Linked DNA regions of Mus musculus: all the other regions are linked to region 3. Evidence: chromatin contacts called from public Hi-C and HiChIP or PLAC-seq data. All regions are on one chromosome and are shown on one strand. Each heading gives the region's core, a stretch centred on a gene start, on an enhancer-like site or on the middle of the called end of the contact. The rest is flanking DNA. Distances are from core to core; before and after follow the strand shown.

What was found. A called contact is a pair of places that touch in the nucleus more often than the background predicts. HiChIP or PLAC-seq counts read pairs in DNA pulled down with a chosen protein or histone mark.
Region 1: an H3K27ac HiChIP or PLAC-seq map of embryonic fibroblasts shows a contact between it and region 3, with 12 times the contacts expected there. The contact joins the promoter of Glrb here to the enhancer-like site in region 3. A contact is called at or near these places in 10 of 39 promoter capture datasets (the C10 cell line, cranial neural crest, embryonic stem cells and 6 more), 1 of 484 Hi-C or Micro-C datasets (cerebral cortex), 6 of 115 datasets of contacts at active chromatin or transcription factors (SST interneurons, VIP interneurons, embryonic fibroblasts and 3 more) and 2 of 9 other capture datasets (adipose tissue and macrophages).
Region 2: a contact with region 3 is called in an H3K27ac HiChIP or PLAC-seq map of VIP interneurons, with 6 times the contacts expected there. The contact joins two enhancer-like sites. A contact is called at or near these places in 16 of 39 promoter capture datasets (the 3T3-L1 cell line, 3T3-L1-derived adipocytes, the C10 cell line and 11 more), 3 of 484 Hi-C or Micro-C datasets (bone marrow-derived macrophages, cerebral cortex and neural progenitor cells) and 1 of 115 datasets of contacts at active chromatin or transcription factors (VIP interneurons).
Region 4: a Hi-C map of adipose-derived mesenchymal stem cells shows a contact between it and region 3, with 5 times the contacts expected there. The contact joins two enhancer-like sites. A contact is called at or near these places in 11 of 39 promoter capture datasets (the 3T3-L1 cell line, cranial neural crest, embryonic stem cells and 5 more) and 2 of 484 Hi-C or Micro-C datasets (adipose-derived mesenchymal stem cells and embryonic fibroblasts).

Annotation. Positions count from the first base shown.
Region 1 is chr3:80,912,368-80,915,472 of GRCm38.p6, forward strand. Glrb (glycine receptor, beta subunit) reads right to left here and starts at 1,293. Exons shown (of 10, transcript NM_010298.6): 1 at 1,150-1,293.
Region 2 is chr3:80,723,503-80,726,851 of GRCm38.p6, forward strand. Gria2 (glutamate receptor, ionotropic, AMPA2 (alpha 2)) reads right to left here. Exons shown (of 16, transcript NM_013540.4): 5 at 3,330-3,349. Among named protein-coding and RNA genes, the nearest start is that of Gria2, 78 kb to the right of the region's middle. Within about 2 kb of position 1,944, at least 15 of the 459 cell types and tissues checked have an H3K27ac peak or open chromatin away from gene starts, as enhancers often do. A contact at or near this core is called in VIP interneurons, where this site is marked.
Region 3 is chr3:81,915,914-81,919,030 of GRCm38.p6, forward strand. It overlaps LOC102640985 (a long non-coding RNA gene), which reads right to left. Exons shown (of 3, transcript XR_375741.2): 2 at 1,203-2,290; 3 at 676-731. Among named protein-coding and RNA genes, the nearest start is that of Ctso, 15 kb to the right of the region's middle. Within about 2 kb of position 1,823, at least 64 of the 459 cell types and tissues checked have an H3K27ac peak or open chromatin away from gene starts, as enhancers often do. A contact at or near this core is called in VIP interneurons, adipose-derived mesenchymal stem cells, embryonic fibroblasts and 2 more, where this site is marked.
Region 4 is chr3:80,309,670-80,313,254 of GRCm38.p6, forward strand. No RefSeq gene overlaps it. Among named protein-coding and RNA genes, the nearest start is that of Gm36569, 420 kb to the left of the region's middle. Within about 2 kb of position 1,397, at least 25 of the 459 cell types and tissues checked have an H3K27ac peak or open chromatin away from gene starts, as enhancers often do. A contact at or near this core is called in adipose-derived mesenchymal stem cells and embryonic fibroblasts, where this site is marked.

The DNA of each region.
Region 1 (3,105 bases), core at 43-2,542, 1.0 Mb before region 3:
ATCTGGGATTATATGAAATTAAAATTTGGCATTAAGTTGGAGAGTATTTCAAAATAGGTTCATACCTGTAAGGATACTTAACCCACTGTTAAAATGGTTCACTCTAGCTAGAACACTTGATGTCAAATTTTAAAATGTAGGTTGTATGGATTTCTATGCTTTTTTTTTTTTTTCAAAAAAAAATCACTAACGGACTTAATTCAAAGGAAAGCAACAAACAGAAAGGTAAAGGAAGACTGGCATGAAACACTCTAAACTCACTGCTTGTAAAATATCATTAAATTTGCATGCTACTTTGTACCCTAAAAATGCCATGCAGTAAGTTGACTTGTTAGTTTTCCCATTCGTGTGGGAACTCTTGTACCAGTCATCTTCAAAAGATAGTTCTGAGTAATAGTAAAGAAACAAAACTGGAAGTGTGCTTCAGATAATGTTCCTACCTACAAATTAACATCACTGCCTATGCCCAGAAGAGAATATCCTTGCCAAAGTACAATAAACAATACAGCAAACCCTCAAGCATTTACTAACAGCAGAATAGCTAAAAACAAACAACAACAAAAAACAAAACAAAACATCAACAACAAAAAAACCCTCTTCTGTGTGCTTTGTTTTCAGATCATAAAATTGTTTTCTGCAAACTGAGACCTAAACGCCCAATTCCCATCCCACTCTGTTATCTGGAGCACCAGTGTCCTGTATTTACCCGCCCCCTCTTCTCAGGTTCACCCCATATTTATCCTATACACCCCCAAAGCAGGCCCAAAGGGCATGTCACTAGGTCCTTCACCCGCAGCCACCTCTACCACTCTGGGATGAGAGTCCCAGTACTGCAATAGGTCTGTCCCCACTTGGCTCACAGCCCCTTATCCTCCTGGAGCGATGCTAGCTGCTACAGCCGGGCTCCCGCGCGACCCTTGTCCGCAAGGCTCTGTGGCTTTCCAGAACGGCCGGCCGCTGCAGGGCCAGGTGAGCCTCCCCACAGCACCCCAGGGCCCTCGGCGCCTCTGGTCCCCAAACCCCGGCCCCGGCCCCCGCGGGCATCGGACACTGCGTCTTGCACCGAGCCCGCCTCGGGCCCCAGCTCGGCCCCGCCGCAGTGCGCAGACCCGAAGCCCGCGCCGCAGGGAGCTCGCCGCCAGGCCTTACCGCACGCGCCCCTCAGCCCTCCGCCGAGGTGACGGCGGCGCAGGTGGCGGGCGCAGAGGCAGCTGCGACCAGCGAGTCCCGCCGCCGCCCGCGCCACCGCCGCCACCGCCGCCGCCGCCGAGTTTGACGCGCCTGCTCCGCCCCTGAGCGTGCGCCGTGGCGCGCCGCGGACAACTGCGGGGACCGCGGGCGGCGGAGGTCGCCACCGAGAGGGACGAGACGCTGCACGGTGGTGGTGGGGACGGGGATAAGGGAGGGAGAAGGGACCTTAGGGCTCTTTGGAGGGCATCATCGCAGGACCCCAGCGGGAGACTGTTAGAAAAGGAGCTAAAATAAAGGAGCAGGGCTCAAGAGGAGGTTTGTGGCACTAACTACATGATGTGGGACAGCAGTTGGCCTTCCTGAACCAAAGTGGACGAGATTCCTGTGGTTTCATCATCTTCTCTTTCTGCCTTCTATCTTAATGTCGGAATGATAATTCCAATTTCTGAAGTCTGATCTTTCTACTCAGGCTTCATGTGGTCAGAATCATTACAGTAGTATAGCATACATAGTGCAAGGAATGCTGCTCCTAACATTGGTTGCACAGTTGACATTGAGCACAACAGGGTCCCTTCATAGTGTCGCCACTGACCCTCAGTGTGTCTAGACAACTGTACATCCTTCTCAATTTTATAGACGGTGAAATTGAAATTCATGCCATTAAGAGATTCAATCACCTGGAGTTTACAGATCTTAAAAGAGATTTAGCAGTGATTTTGCATGGCAGTGCCAGTTAGTTTTTGCCTTTTGGTACTAAACTACTCTAGCTTTCATTTCCATAGTTAAGAAACAACTTCTTTTAAACTTAAGCACCCTACCCATTCCTTTAAGACCCCACAGGAGTTCATTCCCTCTCTTCATACAATTTCCCTTTCTGTGGGAAAATTGATGCCCCTTGCTTCTGTCGAATAAACGCAGTTTTGTTTGCTGAGGTCAGACTGTATCTCGGAATCCCATCTGCTTTCCTCAAGCTACTGCTGGAATATTATTATGCCCGTGCCTCCATGCCCACCTGATAATAACTCTTAAGGGAAGCCTAGCAGATTTGAACCCAAGTGAGCATGGTCCAGCCTTGTATGTAGAAGAGCAGATGTTCCACTAATTCATGTATAGGCCTGTTAAACATGAGAGAGGGGCATTCCCTCCACCCAGACACTGTCTTTCAGCTCCACAAAGCTTTCTGTGTCACAAGGGCAGCAATAACTAGGAAGCAATCCTTATTTCCATTGCTAAGTCACAGCTGCCTTGTTTTAAAGCTTCACTAAATAGAACAGCATGCCTTTTTTAATTATATCAAAACATGACCACACATTTTATTTTATTTTATTTTTATGTTTTGGATTTGTCAATTTGGTATCTCTTTCACATTTTTAAATATTTATTTATTTTTAACTGTCTTCATTAATTAAACTAATAAAATTTATTTTAAAATATACAATTCAGTATTTACATTTTTAAATCATCAAAATAATTTATAATAGTTAAATGCCTCTTAAATATACATGATATCTTCTGAAGCTAAAAGTAACACGCACTCAAACAGTTTTTAAGGTCTATTAGAAACATTAAACACAATAGAAGTAGAAAAAAATTCTCTTATGAAGTCCTCTATGTAAGGAAATTGTGACAGGTTCCTGATTAGACAGAAACAGTTCTGTGGCTTCATAGAATGAATTGGGAAGTGTTCCTTCTGTTTCTAGTTTGTGGAATAGTTTGAAGAGTATTGGTATTAGGTCTTCTTTGAAGGTTTGATAGAATTCTGCACTAAACCCATCTGGTCCGGAGCTTTTTTTTTTTTTTTTTTTTTTTTTTTTTTTGGTTGGAAGACTTTTAATGACTGCTTCTATTTCATTAGGGCTTATGGGATTGTTTAGATGGTTTATCTGATCCTGACTTAACTTTGGTCTTTGCTAT
Region 2 (3,349 bases), core at 694-3,193, 1.2 Mb before region 3:
TTAGCTGGAAGCCTCCAAGGAGGGAGGAACAATCACGGCCCCTTTAGTTAGCTTCGGCTCTTCATGGTGTGCTTTCTAAAAACCTCCAGTCTTCTGTGCAAATGTGTGTGTGTGGTCACACTCTGGGAATAGCACGATGGGAGACTAAAGGCAGGGCTCAGAATTCTGCATGAAGGATCTTCTTGATATGTCTAGGTGTCCAGGAATCCATTTGATAATTTTATATGTTGCTTTGATCTATAGGCCTTTCTTAGTTCTAAATAATAACTCATATCCATAACTTTTTGAACAGAATTTCCCAGAGCAAGTAGAAGCCACTCCATCTTAATCCTAGGACAGTGACAAGAATATCTGTTTCTGCGTTCAGAATGCCCCCTCTGCCTTCATGCACTTGGGAACAGAACAGGGCAGTTTATGTGACACAGAGCAACAGAGAATCAGATTTACCCAAATATCAACTGGACCCCATTCTTGCTGTTTTCTCCCCATCTTGGTTCTATTGAGGCCTCACAGGTTGCTGCTCTCATCAAATTCTCAGTAATGTGCACATGGAGCCAAGGTCTGCCTCTCCGGACTGAGGAAGAGTGTACACAGCAAGAGCAGGAGCCACCTGTGTGCTTCCAGTGCTTGGTGCTTGACACATGTCTCCTGTCCCTGCCCCGCCTCATGCCTCATCTGTTTAGTGCACTGAGATAAAGCCTCTAACTTCCTATCTTGCTGGCAGTTTTGGTCTCATTATCTCTTTCTTTGGGTTTCATTTAATTTTATTCATACTGTCACCTTACTCTGATTATACAACGAACAGCTTCAACTGAAGTCCTTGATAGGTTTGATGCTGGCCTAAATAAGGATCTGCATTTATCCAACATTTTCTTTCTTTACTTTTTGGCACATTTTGAACAGTTTCCCAGAGATGATAGAAGCCATTCTGTTATAATCCTTGGGCAGTGACAAAACAATCAATTTCTGGGTTTAGAATGCTATCTGCCCTCACGAACTTTGGAAGAGAATAATGCATTTTTCATATATATGTGAAACAGGAGGAGAAAGGAGAAAGAGAGTGGATGAGAAAGAAGAGGAGGAGGAGAATTAGAAGACAGAGGGGAGACAGAGACACAAAGAGAGCTAGACAAGTCAGATGCAATATCTCACCAAATTAAAACCATCCTATCATTTAGGGAGATGTATTCACCAGACTGAAAACCAAGTGATTCTTACCAATTGTGAAGCCTACATACTCTAAATGGTTATTAACAAGTTAAATCCATGAGAAGAGCAGAGAGGATAAACATGAGCACAGGGTCTTATGACCCTCATCATATTATGGATCACTTAACCTTTCAAAGGCTACAAAGAGAACTTAATTAGAGCCAGCATCTAAAGAAAGAAGTCCACCCTTTAGCATCTCTTAAAATAGCTTATCAGTATGTGAGGAGTTTAAAGAATCTTTTACAACCACCCCTTCTAGCATACATAAGGCACTGGCCACAGGAAAGTGTTAATTTCCTATTGAGAACTTGGAGGATAAAAACCCTTTAACATCAAGAGGCAGTTTTCAGACTTCAACATCATGAAGGGTCAAATTCTCAGACATTCCAGTAGAGTCAGAACTCCTTCACAACTACCCGAAGCTTGTGAGTAGAGGAAATCAGGCATTCAGGGAAGAGAAAACAGACCCTAATTCAGCATCCAAGATAATTTAGGTAGATTTCTAAATAGAATCATGACCAAAGCATGGACTTGCTCCCTTAGACAACAGTGCTTTCCTTTTTCATGGCATTACATAGCAACTCTCAAATTGATGAGACACCTTCTGTCATTATTTCTCAATGTTCCAATATAATCTTCTCCATCTGGACATTTTTAAAGATCGCAGCTTTCACTGTGGCACTGTGCTCTTCTATCAAATGGCACAATTCACACAGGGACTGAGTGTACAGGCTGTTTCAGGCTTGGAACCGAGCTGGGCAAAACTCATTGCAGAGCCTCGTCTCCTGTTAACCCTTGTGTCTACACAGAGTCTTTTCTAACCTCCTAGGTACACACTAAAAGGAAAATCCCAGAGGATTGCTATAGGAGCTTGTAGCCCTGTCACTCAGGGTACTCACTGATACTAACTCTCAGCGAAAACACTATTTATTGAAGTGTTTGTTCTGTTTTTACATTTTTCTGTCATACTAAAAATGTTTTCTGGGAGATAAACTGATACACTATGAACCATAAAAAGAAGCCTGCATTTGAATAAACACAAAGCTTGTGTGAAGTCCCATAACACAATCAAGAATAAACATTCATTTGCTGCCTCTTTTCCTGGTCTCACCACGTTTTGATCAAGTTGTGTGGACATAATTTCCGACAAACAGGGTCATAGCTATTCAAAGCCCATGAGGAAAGCCAAAGCCTGTTTGACTCCCACTTTAAAGCCCATTTGGAAATAAAAATAAATGTTCAACAATCTAAATTGATTGGATATAATTATAAAAGAAAAACAACAAAGAAATATAATTAACCAATCTGCTTTTTCAATATGTACTGCATGGACAAGAATATTGATAGGAACATGATCAACACCTCAGTTTTCATTTCATTGTGTTACTTATATAATATGTAGAAAATCAGAAGTAAAATATTTTCAAAACATTACTATTACATTGTTATAATATATAATTGATAATTTTATTGACATAAAGTATGTTTGTAGAATTAATTTCTTCATAAATGTGCATCAGTTTCATATATTATTTATATTAAAAACTCAAATATGTATGCGAGAAGTATATAGAACACAGTGGCATAAAAATAGATAACTAAAGAGTTAAACTTCATATTTTTGAAAAGTTTCCATTAGTGGAAAATTATCAAGAAAATTTTTGAATAAATATGGTTATGAAGATTCTTATATCACATGTAATAACTGGAACTAATTTAAAGATGTAGATTGGAAAATAAACCTAAAGCAATCAAATAAAACATCTCCTTTCTTACCAATAAAATAAAATCAGACTATATTTTTTTAAAATATTCCTTCCGAATGATGATTATACCAAGTAAATATTTAAAAAGCAACAACAACAAAAAAGAGTAGGTAGAGGGACTGGGAAGGTGGCTCTATATTTAAGTTCCAGGTTTGGGATTAAGTTATGACAGGATGGCTCCAGATAGGTCACTTCAGTTCTAATGGACCATAGGCCCTCATCTACAATCATAGGTACTTTATGCAGATAGTGCACAAATAATCATGCAGACCAAACACCCATACACATGAAATATCAATAAATATATCGTAACAAAAATTAATAGATAAAAATAATGTCAATTAATTGACCTACCAGATTTGCAATGATATAAT
Region 3 (3,117 bases), core at 573-3,072:
AAAATGAGAAAATCTTAATAAAGCTCCCAGCTAATGCTTGTTTTCAGAGTTCTGCCAGTATCTACAAAATTAAAAAAAAAAAAAATCGAAGGTCACTTTCTGTGCCTGGTCCTGAATTCTCCCTCTTCCTTCTCTTGTCATTTACTCTTCCAAATGGAAATGGACAGAGCCACTGGAAAGTCTGTACAGAAGCTCACCAAGAGGAAGTGAGTCACTTGGTGAACATGTGTCAAGAAAGGAAGCCTGAGTGGGTCCAGATGGCAGGGTGCCACACAAGCCTAGCACAACTCTTCATCTTGGGCAAAGCAAAGCAAGAACAGGCAATGTTTGTAATGGCGTGCTAACATCAGTCGGCAGACACAGTCTCCATGGCACCAAAGCACATCATACAAACAAAGGAGAGCCACGGGGAAGCCAGGGCTGCACCAGCTCTCTAAGTTTTAAAGTAAAGGATCAGGATGCTAACTGACAAGGAATGATCATAGACATTTGACATGTCTGTTTAGCATCCCCATGCTGAATGGATGCCTTCATATCCCTTTAGCTACAATAAACAAAGCAGACACTCAGTGTGAAGCCTATCTGACTGGCCACCTCCATTGGTGGCAGTGGAGTCCCAGTAGAATAAGGGCTGGCTTGGACATGCTATTTACCTAAGTTTTTCCCACATCCATCACTTATTAGCTGTTCATCTCTGGGTAAGTTATTTCACATCCGTTCGGTATGGCATGCTGTGTAAATAAAGAGAAGAATGTCCTATTTATTAAAAGGATTCATGGTGACTAGATCTAGAGCAGAGACAAATTATGTACTAATATGTACCTACTAGTAAAAGCAAGGTTTCTTTATGCCTTCCTTAGCAATTATCTTATATTGCTTTCATCAAGTTCCATACTAGTCACTATAAGTAGTTTGTTGCTACTATGAAAATAAAATGAATTTACATTTTTCAGCCACATTTTCCAGACACACTCATTTGCATGCTCTCCTCCAACCACTGAATGTCATCTTGCAGGATTTTCATAAGGTATGAATATTTATTGTTATTTAAATGCAATCCTGTGCGAGATAAAATTGCAGCCTCAGACCTAATTCAGTCTGTCCTTCCTGCCTGTGCATAATATGCATATGAGATGATGTAATGAAAGACCTAGGTATCTCTGTCACTGTCCCTTCCACACACTTAAACCTCATGCTCTTACCTGACAATAACCAGCAGACAGGCAGGGAACAGGGCCAGGGGTCCTTGGGCAACAGAAATCCACTGCTGTACCATGGGAGACACTGATATGCCCCTATCCGAGGCAGACCTGCTGTGAAATGACATCGGTGCTGTCACTGGCATGAACACAGGTAGGAGATGCTCTATAGATTCCCCTCACAATTCTCTGCAGTGATAGCAGGGAATGGCGCCATCTGAACCCTCCAGTCTCCCACAACTCTAGCCCTTAATAGTTCACCTGAGACCATGCCCTGGGGTTCCGTGGCAGGGCACCTTAAAGCTACCTTTGGAGAGTTCCACTGTGCTAGGAAAAGGTATTCACTCTTGCTACACCCACATGACCAGGATTGCTTGTCAGTTCCTCATCTTCTATGGCCTGCATCTGCCTTGTGTAGAAAGCCGGCGGCAGGCAGGCAGGCAAGCAGCTGTGTTGGTGAATGGGAATTCCAGTGTGGCTCAGAATGCTAGGTTTCCCTATTGACTCTCCATCCTTTCCAAGGTTTATACTCTCCATATTTACCCTGGCTGCTGTTTAGCAAAGACCTTAATGCTGCAATCTCTGTTGGGGTTGGTATGACTCAGGGATGCCCTCCCTGAAGACTAAGAACTCCTTCCTCCCCTCCTCAGACAGGCCCCAGGCACAGGACTGTTATTTTCCTGGTCTGGTTCTGAGGATGTCTGGCCACAATGATTCATGGTGTTTTTTTAATATGTGGCTGGAAGCTATTGTTAGTTCTCAGATACAGACACCTACAATACACACAGTAAGGGAAAAATCCTCACCCATGTTTGATTATACCATTGTAGTACATAGAATGAGAAGAAAAATCCCCTTAAACTTTAGAGTTGAATAAATGTCAAAGGTACAGATATTTGTCTGTATGTGGTTTTATTTTCCTTCCACGGTACATGTCATATCGGAAGGAACGTCAACCATGGAGCTGGCTTTCTTCAAAAGCTCACTTTTGAAGGATTAAGGAAGTGTGTTCTACTCTTCCTGCTGTCATCTCTTCTTTCTGATGCTTGATGAACAGTGCTTGTCGTGAGTTCAAGGCCACCCATGGGAAGCTGGGGAAGAATCATATAAAGCGTGTCAAGTTCATTCAGGCTGCCTGAGGTCCAGTCCATCTTAGCTGATAGTTCTTGGGTCCTATTAATCCCCAAGCTCTGTCTCTTGGCTGAATTGCAGCTGGCTGTGAGACATGTAACAGTGCTTCTGTCGCCTGGGATCAGCTGCCTCTCCCTGATGACTAAGCCCTTCCCTGGCATGTAGGCAGCTAGCGACTTCATATTCTCCATCATATCCTCTAACCTCAATCGCCTCTGAGACAAGTTGACCTCATCTCTACCGTGAAGAGCCACAGCAGACAAGCAGGCCCTCCACACAGAATCTAGAAAGCACGGGGATTTTTTTTGTAGACATGAAATACCACGAAGAGCTGTGTTACACGGTCTCTCTTTTGGCCCTCTAAATGATAAGGCCTCTCTGTTCTCCATAAATGGTTTAAATGTGCTTTCTCTGTATCTGTCAGTCTCTTTTGGGAATGTTTAATCACCAGTGAACTAAGAATCTGAGCCACCATCTCTTTCCATGAGCTATCCCAGCGTTCAATACCTCCAAAGTCGCTGTCAGAAGAAAAGAGACATTTTTTGTTAGTTACTTTGATAGATTAGCATTACTTATTGCTTCAATTTAATACAAACAAAATCTTGTTGCATTATGATTGAACCCATTAAAGACAGAAAAGTAGAAAAAATTGCAAATCTCTATAAATCTGTTGATTTTATTTTATTTTTTTTTATTTTTATTTTTATTTTTTTACTATTTTCTTGGTGTATGCTATGGAGTCTTGCTGATCAAAGATTACAAATGGTAACAAGCAGTAACTCAGTTC
Region 4 (3,585 bases), core at 147-2,646, 1.6 Mb before region 3:
TAAAGCAAATAAGAAAAAAACCAAAAAACAAAAAACCAAAATCCCTAAGGATAGTGTTGACCTTCAAAAAATAATTCTCTAATTCTCCTACTAAAACAATATTGAAATATGATTTCAAAGGAGTATGTGATAAAGAGACCAGAGAGCTTATCTGGGTATTAGGTTAAGTACTTTAGAATTAATTTTTACATTTAGAAAATACTTCTGTATTGGTAAAATGATAACATTTCAGGAATCAATATTCATAAGACTTCCTTGAATTTGACTAACAAATGGCTAGACTATCTTTGAAATATTAAAGGTTACAGTAAATAAAGGTGAGGGGAGAACGTTTTAAATGACCAGAAAACATGATCCTTACATGTAAAATTCATAAGCAAATTTTTCATGAAATACCTGGCCTTTCTCTGTGCTGACATTTGGGGTTGAGTTTTGGCCTTGTTTCAGGGTCACTGGTTAAATGCCAGAGGTTTCACGCATCAAAGGCCAACAACTCTGGCTTCAATGAACACAGCGCTGTCAATTAAGCTTTCTGTGCTCCCCAGCCCCTTCCTGGACAGAGCAAAACTCCAATACACAAAAGTAAGTTAGAGGGCGCTTTTTAGGAAATTAGAAAATTATAGTGAGTATTTCAAAAATAAACTTGCTAGTACACATTCTCCACTTTAATAGTGACAAGATTCACACCTGTATAACTGTCATAATTTGAACCCTCACTGCTCAGTTCTCCAGTCTTCAAGAACCACCAAAGCTCAGGCTTCTCCTGGGATACTGTGAGGCAGGATGGTATTGCTTAACCTCTCTGTTACTTTGAAGCCTCTTCTAACAGCCATTGATTATCTCCTGGCACCGCAGCTTGAATGTGATCCACTTTCCAATCCCACAGTTGACCCCTATTTCCCTGGCAGCATCAAAGTTGCCTGATGTCAAGACGTGCATGTCTCCACGCTCCGGTGTGTTCTGTTCTCACCTTTCTTTCTCCCTTCCTCTTCACCCATGCTCCATTTTTCTATCACAATTCTATCAGCATGACTCACGGCTCTCTATTTTATCTATTCTATGTACCTTTGGGTATGAGAAACAAAGTGAGGTTGGAAATATCATCAATAGGGAAGCATGAAGAAGGGGAATTGCCTATCACACTCGCAGAACACATGGGGAGAAAGCAGAAGCAATCTCCTCAGCCAGTGGAGTGCGTAATCAGCACTCACTAAAACCTTGACTTCACTTGGCTTTCCAGTGCTGTGCAGTTGAGGGGTGTGCAAAACAGTTCCATTTCAATCCCTGCTTTCACTCCCAGGGGAAAAATAAATTCAGAAAACTCGGGTCCAACTCTCTAACATATATTTCTTATGAATACCAAATTGTGTGCTAGGATGTGGCCATGGAAACAGGAATACAGTGTGGCTTCAGACACATTAAAGTCAGAAAGATATATAAAGTACAAAGCACTCTATTGAATGCACTGAGGATTAAAAATAGGCAAGAAGAGAATCACTTATAAATTTATAAATGGAATGATTTATACATTTTCTTAGTATTTTTGTAGCATTTATGATAGTATAGGCAGGCACCCATATTTAAAGTGCCTTCTCCTAGATGGCCCACCTCATTCATTAGAAATTATAATGTTGTCAATGTGCCCTGTAGAAACAGTGCTTAAATAACAATAAAACAGATATGTACTCGATGCATTTTGTGCTGCATAGTACACAATGAAGGAAGGTAGATTTTGCATTTTGGATAGAAGTTTATTATAGAATTATACGCATAATGAAATTATAGAGCACACATTTGCTCCCAAGAGCAGAGAGTGAAAAGGAGACAGGTGAATGTGTGGAACTGATGACTTTATAGGGGCTCAGTGTAGAGGAATGAGAGTGTGAAGTTCCAGCCATTGATAGTGTGTGTGTGTGTGTGTGTGTGTGTGTGTGTGCTTAATCACAGGAGTCTCACCTAGTGTTCTTGGCGAGGGCAGGAAACCCTCTTACTTGCATGAAAATCAGTAACCATTCCTTCTTTGGTAGGCTTTCTCTCAGAGAAACTACTTAACCAGAGCCTAACCTGCTAAGAATTCAGAGCCTTGCTTTTGGGGAGTAAGAGAAGTGTCTATGTACTATAGCAGCCACCGGATTTTATGGAACAACTGGAAACACTCAGACTCTGGGAATGTTCCCAGCACAGAACCATAGACTCTTTGAATGAGTAAATACTAACTGGAATCTGAAGGCATCCCAAAGGCAAAATTGCTAAAGGCTTAGTCACCAGACTGTGGTGTTAGTGGGGGATAGAATATTATAGGAGGGTCAGGTCACTGGAGTGCTCCTTTGAAGGGGATTGTGGATACAAGCTCTTGTCCATTTCTCTCTTTGTTCCATGGTTATGATGTAGAGGGAAGATTTACTCTGTCACGTGCTTCCTGCTCTACCATAGGCTCAAAGCAATATGGCCAACTAACTTGCTCTGTGAGCTGTGCAACCACTAGTTATTTCATCTATTTCAAGTGGATTATATAAGATATTTTGTCACCTTCTTGAAAAGCCAACTCTCACAGTTCCTTATCTCCCTGTCTACACATGACTAGAAACATGTTTATAGAAGTTGCTTTCACACAATACTTGCTTTGAACTACCAAAAGATTGAAATCATTTGTAATATAGGAGAATTCGGACAAAAAACAAAAACCACTTGATTTGTAGTCATGTCCTTGGATGCAAGGTGAGGGGAGTCATTTTTCTTTTCTAACAGCACTCTGCCAAGCGGGATGGGGGTGGGTAGGGGAGGTGGGGGGGTTGATTTTGCTAGTGTGAATCTTTCCAGAGGAGAATGATGAAAGAAAGCCTAAGTGAAGTTAAGACAGCCATGATCACTGCAGTTTCCAAGGACTGATAAAGAACTGAATTAATGATTTATATGCTTATGAAACTTCCAAAATGTGAAAAGGTGTTGATGTGAAATTCAGGACCTTAAGACTAAATTAATGAGTCTGAAGAAGGAAAGTGATAAAGACTTGAGGCTGGGGATTAGAAAGCCTCAACTTCAGTTTTCATGCGATTGATGATGAAGTTTTCTCTTCAAGATTTCTTAAGCTAATTCTTTACTTAAAGTCTGATGCTTTTGTTGATAACTTTAAAAAGTTCTGCTTTCAAAGAATGTCTTGATTCTAGTCAGTCTGCTTGGAACATACAAACCTGCACAGGTGAGTTGTGTGCAGTTCCCTGAGCCCCATGTACTATCTCTGGGCTTGTTTTTCAGTTCTGGTGACCATTGTGGGACCCTCAGAGCCTCCTATTATTCTGTAGAAAACTGAGGAGATCACAAGAAATACTAATTTGGAACATTTCTCTACCTGTGCCTTGCCAGTGAGGTCTACCTGAGGCACAGCCAGCATAGTCCGTTACCCTAAACTTTATTGTCTGTCCCACATCCCACTCCTCCTTTTCCTGAGAAATCCTGCTGCCATCTGAAACATCTAGCCAAAACCAGGGAAAACTAGAAGCCTAAAGGACAGTGTATTGGCACAATCAACAAGTCTCAGGGCAACAGGCACTGCTAGAGCCCAGATATCCTGCTTCAGCACAACCT